2 separate regions of the Mus musculus genome follow, and region 1 is linked to region 2. A link is a contact called in public Hi-C data. All regions are on one chromosome and are shown on one strand. Each heading gives the region's core, a stretch centred on a gene start, on an enhancer-like site or on the middle of the called end of the contact. The rest is flanking DNA. Distances are from core to core; before and after follow the strand shown. Region 1 overlaps Suco (SUN domain containing ossification factor). Region 2 has its middle 24 kb from the start of Gm31869.

Region 1 (3,441 bases), core at 304-2,803, 86 kb after region 2:
GGTCAGTTGTGCCTGGAGCAAGTGGATGGCTTCAGTTTGCCGCTGATCCTATAACAAAAGATTGTTTTTCTTTATATTTCATCTGTTTATTAAATTATAAATTTAAGTGAAACATGTAATTTGGAAAATCCACTAAGTTCTTTCAAAATGTATTTTTGCAACGATCTTAAAAGAGAAACACAAACTTCGATTAAATGTTTTTAAAAAAATAAAATACATAAGAATCTGGGATTGTGCTCAATCCTCCCCTCAAAAGGAACTATTCTGCCATTTCCTGCAGGATGTAGAGTATCATGTTAATAGAGACTAATAAACTGCTTTTCAACTTGGTATTGAACTAGTGTATCACCAGATACATACACGCTACTCTGACCAAGTGTTTTTAAAGCAAAGCAGCCAGTAGAAAGACATGCTGAAATTTTTTTTGAAGTTAGTTTCTGGATATAAGGTATTTTAATATAAAAAAATTATAATCTTTCCTTTCATAGCAAAATACAATGGAATGCAGGAAGTCATACCTATGTCATCTAATTGACGTTACACTACTACCAATGAAAAGAAGGCCAACAAAGTCACTTTCATTGGGTATTAGGCAAATGAGTTAATAAATCTAAGGAAGGAAGGAAGAAAAAAAAAGCAGGAAGAAGTCTAAGAACTTGAAAACTCTAACTTAAGACTTGACAGAAACTACATAACCCTTTATTAGTCTAGATCTAAGCTCAAAAAAGGCTTCAAGCCTCAACTGTCTGTGAGGAAAGAAGGGCATATAAAACTAACAGTGGGGTTCATTACTGAAAACCTTTGGCTCTTTCTAATACAGTTTACCATTTAAAAATACTAAGTTAATGATTTATTAAATCACTCCTTTTAAAAGCCAAGACACAATACTGATTTGCCTGTGATAGTTATAAACAACTAAAGACAAGCTTAAACTGGTTGATACTTTTAATCAATACATTTATTTTTGTTAAGATTATAAGAACATGAAAAGTACTTATATAGGTCTTTGAGACATAAGATACAGAAACTATATATAAAGCATAGAGAAAATAAAAGATATCAGATTAAATCTCAAAATATTTCTTGATTGTAAGAGCACACAAATCATATTTAAAGTGTAATACTGGAATTTTTTTTATTAAGACAGAGGAGTGAACTTTTATTACTAGTCATACCATTATCATTACCTACATCTGGACAAGCAATAAATAAACAGAAAAGGGTGGGAGGATCAAAAAGAAATAAAGCCATTCTTTTCTATAATCAACAAGAGTACTTCAGAGAAAAACCACAAAACATCCTGCAGTTTTACTGAGTTGTAGAAAGGTTGTCTACACACAATGCAATGTTAAATATTTTTCTAGATATGACACCAATAGCTAACTTCCAAAGCATGAGATCATATCCAAGCTCCATCATTAGCTATTGCAGAAAAGTGTGAATAAGCATTACTTTTGCAACTTACATTTTACAAAATCAGTAACTATTTAACTCCAGAGTAACATGTAAAGCAGATGAGCCATCACGCAGAACAGTATTAAATTACTCTAAACGTTACAACCAACTTTGCTTATCACCCAGCAATTTCACTGCTGGGTAAATAATCAAAGGAGATAAAACAATGTCCAATATTTATGGCGGAATTATTCACAATAGATAAATTATGTCATCAATTCCTATACCTTTCAGTGAAGGAATGGACAAGAACCAAAAACAGTGGTACATTTACACAATGGATACTATTTTGCCATAAAAAAATGAATAAAATATTATTGCTTTTGTAGCAATGTGGATTAATATCAAGGCTATTACTTCAAGTGAAATGAACCACACACAGAAAGACATGGACCATATATTCTCACCCATTTGCAGAAAACTATTATGTCAATCTATGAAGAAGGACGGCAAGGTGAAAAGATGAAAAGAAGTTCAATAAAGGGCACCACAATAGAGTGCAAGAACATTTTCTATTTCTTCTCTAGTACGGTTAAAACTCCTCCATTGCTGGTAGGACTGCAAACTGGTACAATCACTCTGGAAATCAATCTGGCAGTTGCTCAAAAAATATTGTTCTACTTGAAGACCCAGCTATACCACTCTTGGGCATATACCCAAAAGATGATCCACCACACTACAAGGACACATGTTCCACTATGCTCACAGCAGCCTTATTCATAATAACCAGAAGCTGGAAATAACCCAGATGTCCCTCAACTGAAGCATGGATACAGAACAAGGACATCATGCATTTTGCAGACAAATAGATGGAACTAGAAAATATCATCCTGAGTGAATTAACCCAGATCCCAGAGGACATGTATGGTATATACTCACTGATAAGTGGATATTAGCCAAAAAGTACAGAATACCTAGGATAAAACCCACAGACCAGAAGAAGTGTAACAAGCAGAAAGGCCCAAGAGAGGAAGTTTCAACCCCACTAGGAGGAGCAAGAAAATAATCACAGGAGGCAAAGGGAGGGATCCATTCTACCTGGATGGAAGAGGGGGAGAGGGAAGGGAAAAGCAGAATAGGTATGGGGGGCAGGACAGAAGGGAAGCTCAGAGGGACAGGAGAATGAATGAAAATATGCAGCCTAGGGGGTGGGAGATGGGGGAACCATCTAGAAAGTACCAGAGACCGGGAGGTGAGAGACTCTCAGAACTCAATGGGGGTGACCTTAGCAAAAATGGCCAACAATGGAAATCGAAGAGTCCACCTCCAGCAGATAGACAGGGCCTAAAGTGGAGGGATGGGTTAACTAAGTCAAAATTTCTGACCTAGAACTGTTTCTGTCTAAAAGAACTGCAGGGACAAAAATGGAGAAGAGACTTAGAGCCTAGCATGGCTGACCTCTGAGAGACTCTACCAGCAAACAGCTGACTGAGACAGATGCACATACTTACATCCAACCATTGAACTGAAGTTGGGGACCACTATGGTTGAATAAGGGAACGGATTTAAGAAGCTGAAGAAGAGGCCAGTCTCACAGGAAGACCAGCAATCTCAACTAACCCAGACCCCAGGGAGCTACCAGAGACTGAGCCACCAACCAGGCAGCTTATACAGGATGGTCCAAGGTCCCAGGCACATACATAGCAGAGGACTGCCTGGTCTGGCTTCAGTGGAAGAAGATGCACCTAATCTAGGAGGGGGGGAAGGAGGGAGGATTGGGGGAGGGAGAGGGAGGGAAAGGAGGAGGGAAAAGTAGGAGAGGGAGAGGGAGGGAAAGAGGGAAGAAGGGAGAGAGGAGAGGGAGAGGAGGCATGGTAGAGGGTACCCTCTTGGAGGCAAGGAGGAGGAGTTGGATGAGGAACTGTGGGAGGGGGGAACTGGAAGAGGAGAGCAAAGGTTGAAATGTAATAAATAAAGTATGTTTTAAAAAATTCCAGTAACATCAAATTTTATACAAAAAAGTGTCCAAACAGAAGGATGATCAGG
Region 2 (3,638 bases), core at 1,070-3,569:
AGGCTTTAAGTATCTCTGGCTGACTTTGGTCTCCCTAAGTCACTCTGCAGACCAGGCTGCCCTCAGTCACACAGAGATCTACAGCCTCTGTCTCTGGAGTCCTGGGATTAAAGACTTGAGTTATCATGCCAGTGAACCTGAACTTTTTTGCTGTTTTGCTTACTTTATTTCTTGGGGGGTGAGGGGGGACAGAGGGTGGGAGGTTTAAAAAATTATTTCCTGCTTCAACAAGCTCCCCCTACCCCCACCAAGACCACAGCACCGGTGCCTCTGTCCTTTATCCTTCTCTGAAGCTCACAAGCCACTTACTCTGGTTAGCTCTCACTCAGCTTCTCTGCTCTCACAGAATGCCATCCGTTTCTCTCCAGCACTCATTACGGTTTGTCTTCACGTTTGGGTACATGATGAGCCCCGGTGGCATCTGTACCACCGAATCTGTTCTATGCGGGACAGTCTGCTCTGCTTACTGATGTCTTAGAACTCAGCGCAGTGCCTACTACACCTGATATGTCTCCAATAAGACCTTGTTGACTTAAGGACTGAAGAAAAAGCCTTGTGAATACATGACCAGCTGTGTGGGTGGACTGCCTTTGTTGTATGTTTGGAACACTCCTCTTGCCAACAGGAAGGGCATTCGTGAGCTACTCAGTCAAGATTTACCTTCCTACTTAGGATCTTTTGACTCCTGGCTCACAGCGGGTATGGAGAGCAAAATAAAAATAAAGTTCAAGGAATTGCTACCTCCTGTTGCACGCGCCTTTAAGAAAGTTTTCAAAGCTCAGTGCATTGCGATCAACAGTTCATATTTCCAAATTCAGAGTTACACAAGATTGATCCTAGAGTCCCATCGAATCAGTGGGCTAGGGGGCGGGGCGTAGAGAACGGTGGGAGGCCAGGACTCTAGCACCTGATTTATGAAGCACAAGTCCTACTCCATGCCCCCTGGCTGGCTGAATAAGTTACTTAACCTGAGGCTCTGCAAAGCAGAAATAATATTGCTTGCCCTTTTGTGCTTTGTACACAGTTAAGGGTGGCTCACAAGAGGTGTTTTGGTTGATTGGTTCTTTTTTTTTTTTTTTCCAGTTTTTGTTTTGTTTTGGTTAGTGTCCTCTCCTCCCAACCTCAAGAATGGTAGATGGGCCACCTACACTGAGTCACACCCCTAAGCTTGGGAACTTTCTTATTCAATCTCATAGACACAGTGGCACTGGATATAGTAGGGTCATAAGCTACTTGGTTTGTTTTGGTTTGTTTTGGTTTGTTTTGGTTTATTTTGTTTTGTTTTGTTTTGTTTTGTTTTGTTTTTTTGCAACAGTGGTGTGGGAGTCAGTGTAACTGGACAGCATGTTGGCTGGTTTTTTTTTTTTTTTTTTTTTTTTCTCAATTGGCCTTGTATATACTCCTGAAAGACCTTCTCTCATACCCCTTATTCCTACTGATTAGGGTAGAGATAGCTGGAATGACAAATAGCCCAAGCTAGAATGACAGACAGCACAGTGACTCAAAGGACAGTGTCTTAGCATTTTATTGCTGTGAACAGACACCACGACCAAGACAACTTTTGTAAGGACAACATTTCATTGGGGCTGGTTTAGATCAAAGGTTCAGTCTACTATCATCAAGGTGTGAGTGTGGCAGCATCCATGTAAGGCATGGAGCTGAGAGTCCTACATCTTCATCTGAAGGCTGCTAGCAGACTTACAGGGAGCTAGGATGAGGGTCTTAAGCCCATGCCCACAATAATACACTCCAATGAGGCCACACCTTCAAATAGTGCCACTCCCTGGGCCAAGCATATACAAACCATCACAGACAGGGAATGAATTTACCTCATGTGTAGGTTGAAGTTAAGTGGGGTTTGGGCGTGGAGGTGTGTGTTTGCGTGGCTCTTCAACAGGGCAGAGTGAGTGATAACAGGACATTGAAAGCCACTGAAGTGCTCAGAGGTCCTACATTGCAAGGGAGAATCTTCAACCTGGAGACTAAATGACACAAGGAGACAAAAACTGAGAGTGGGACCTTGTTAAGGGAGGTGTTGGTCAATTAAAAGCCCAAATGTGAGAATAGAGAGATATCCGGTGGTTAAGAGCACTGATTGCTCTTCTAAAGGAATCAGGTTTGGTTCCCAGCAATGACATGGCCACTCACAACTGTCTGTAACAACAATTTCAGGAGATCTGACACCCTCTTCTAGCCTCTGTGAGCACTGCATGCACATGGAATACAAACATTAATGCAGACAAAACACCTGTATGCATAAGATAAGATTAAAAACAAAAGCCCAGACAGCCTTTCTTCCTGCTTGCTTTCGGTGAGCCAGCCCACAGGGAAGGCCTGACTCACCTCTCGTTTTTTTCCAAGACAGGGTTTCTCTGTATAGTCCTGACTGTCCTGGAACTCACTCTGTAGACCAGGCTGGCCTCAAATTCAGAAATTTACCTGCCTCTGTCTCCCAAGTGCTGGGATTAAAGGCGTGCGCCACCAATGCCTGGCTTGGCTCACCTCTCTACTTCTCTGCTTCTCTCCCTAATACACTATCTCTTTCCTTGTAAGAGAAGATGTTTGAGAAACAGCAGCCGCCTCCTATACCACAAAAATAACTTCTTTGCAGGGACTTAAGGAGTCAAACTAGTTTACTAAAGTAGGACTTTAGTAGAGAAAGTAGCACTCAGAGCTATCTTTGGCTTCCTTTCTCCCTGACCCACTCCTCGTTCATGAGTAATCGATTTGTTTGATCAAAGTGTATGGGAGTCCCTTGAGGAGAGATCAACAAGGGCTTGGTGCAACTTCAGGGTCCAAGTTCTGCCAAGTCCCACCAGAACTTTCTCCTCAGTTGCTCATGGTAGGTGCTGCTGCCTCCATTTCACACATGAGGACAGTGACATGCTTAAAGCTAGGTGACTCACAAGTGGTTGTGTGCAAATATTCTCATCCCGCCCTTGCCCCACCCCGGATTTCCTGCTTCTGTCTCCCCTATACTGCTTCTCCCCTACACTGAATAGTGTCTGCTTATCCCAAGCTTCACAAGACAAATGTGTTTGTTGTGACCGTGCAAAACTCTGGGCTGTTTTGCCTCAAAACTCCCAGAATTACAAAATGTTCAAGACAGCAAGGGAAAGGGAGACCGTTTAACTGGATTTATTTTGCAGATGGGGAGTCTGAGGTAGAGGGAAGGGGAGCAGCTACATCACACCCTCCATCATGTCTTCCACTGTGTCCTCCACCAGGTCCTCCTTGCAGAAGTTTGTGGCTCAGCCTGTTTAGCTTACATTTCTTTCTTCCTTTTTTTTTTAAAGGAAATCTTTTTTATTTATTTATTTATTTATTATTTATTTATTTATTTTTATTTTATATGAGTACTCTGTAGCTGCCTTCAGACACACCAGAAGAGGGCATCAGATCCTGTTACAGATGGTTGTGAGCCACCATGTGGTTGCTGGGAAATGAACACGTGACCTCTGGAAGAGCACTGAGCGCTCTTAAGCGCTGAGCCATCTCTCCAGCTTACTTTTGCACTAATTGCACACTCAACCTAGTCTTGTCCCAAGCTTGCTCCGTGTAGTGGCTATTTCTGGTTGTCAACTCTATCTGGAAGGCTCACCTGCGATCCTACTCTGGAGGCTGGAAGATACAAGTTT

What was found. A called contact is a pair of places that touch in the nucleus more often than the background predicts.
Region 1: a Hi-C map of the G1E-ER4 cell line shows a contact between it and region 2, with 4 times the contacts expected there. The contact joins two enhancer-like sites. A contact is called at or near these places in 3 of 15 datasets of contacts at CTCF or cohesin (CD8 T cells, large pre-B cells and pro-B cells), 41 of 484 Hi-C or Micro-C datasets (B cells, the C10 cell line, CD4 single positive thymocytes and 31 more), 5 of 115 datasets of contacts at active chromatin or transcription factors (CD8 T cells, the HPC-7 cell line, Th2 cells and 2 more) and 4 of 9 other capture datasets (adipose tissue, embryonic stem cells, liver and 1 more).

Annotation. Positions count from the first base shown.
Region 1 is chr1:161,829,293-161,832,733 of GRCm38.p6, forward strand. It overlaps Suco (SUN domain containing ossification factor), which reads right to left. Exons shown (of 24, transcript NM_001357402.1): 20 at 1-48. Among named protein-coding and RNA genes, the nearest start is that of Fasl, 43 kb to the left of the region's middle. Within about 2 kb of position 1,554, at least 1 of the 459 cell types and tissues checked has an H3K27ac peak or open chromatin away from gene starts, as enhancers often do. A contact at or near this core is called in the G1E-ER4 cell line, where this site is marked.
Region 2 is chr1:161,742,127-161,745,764 of GRCm38.p6, forward strand. No RefSeq gene overlaps it. Among named protein-coding and RNA genes, the nearest start is that of Gm31869, 24 kb to the right of the region's middle. Within about 2 kb of position 2,320, at least 27 of the 459 cell types and tissues checked have an H3K27ac peak or open chromatin away from gene starts, as enhancers often do. A contact at or near this core is called in the G1E-ER4 cell line, where this site is marked.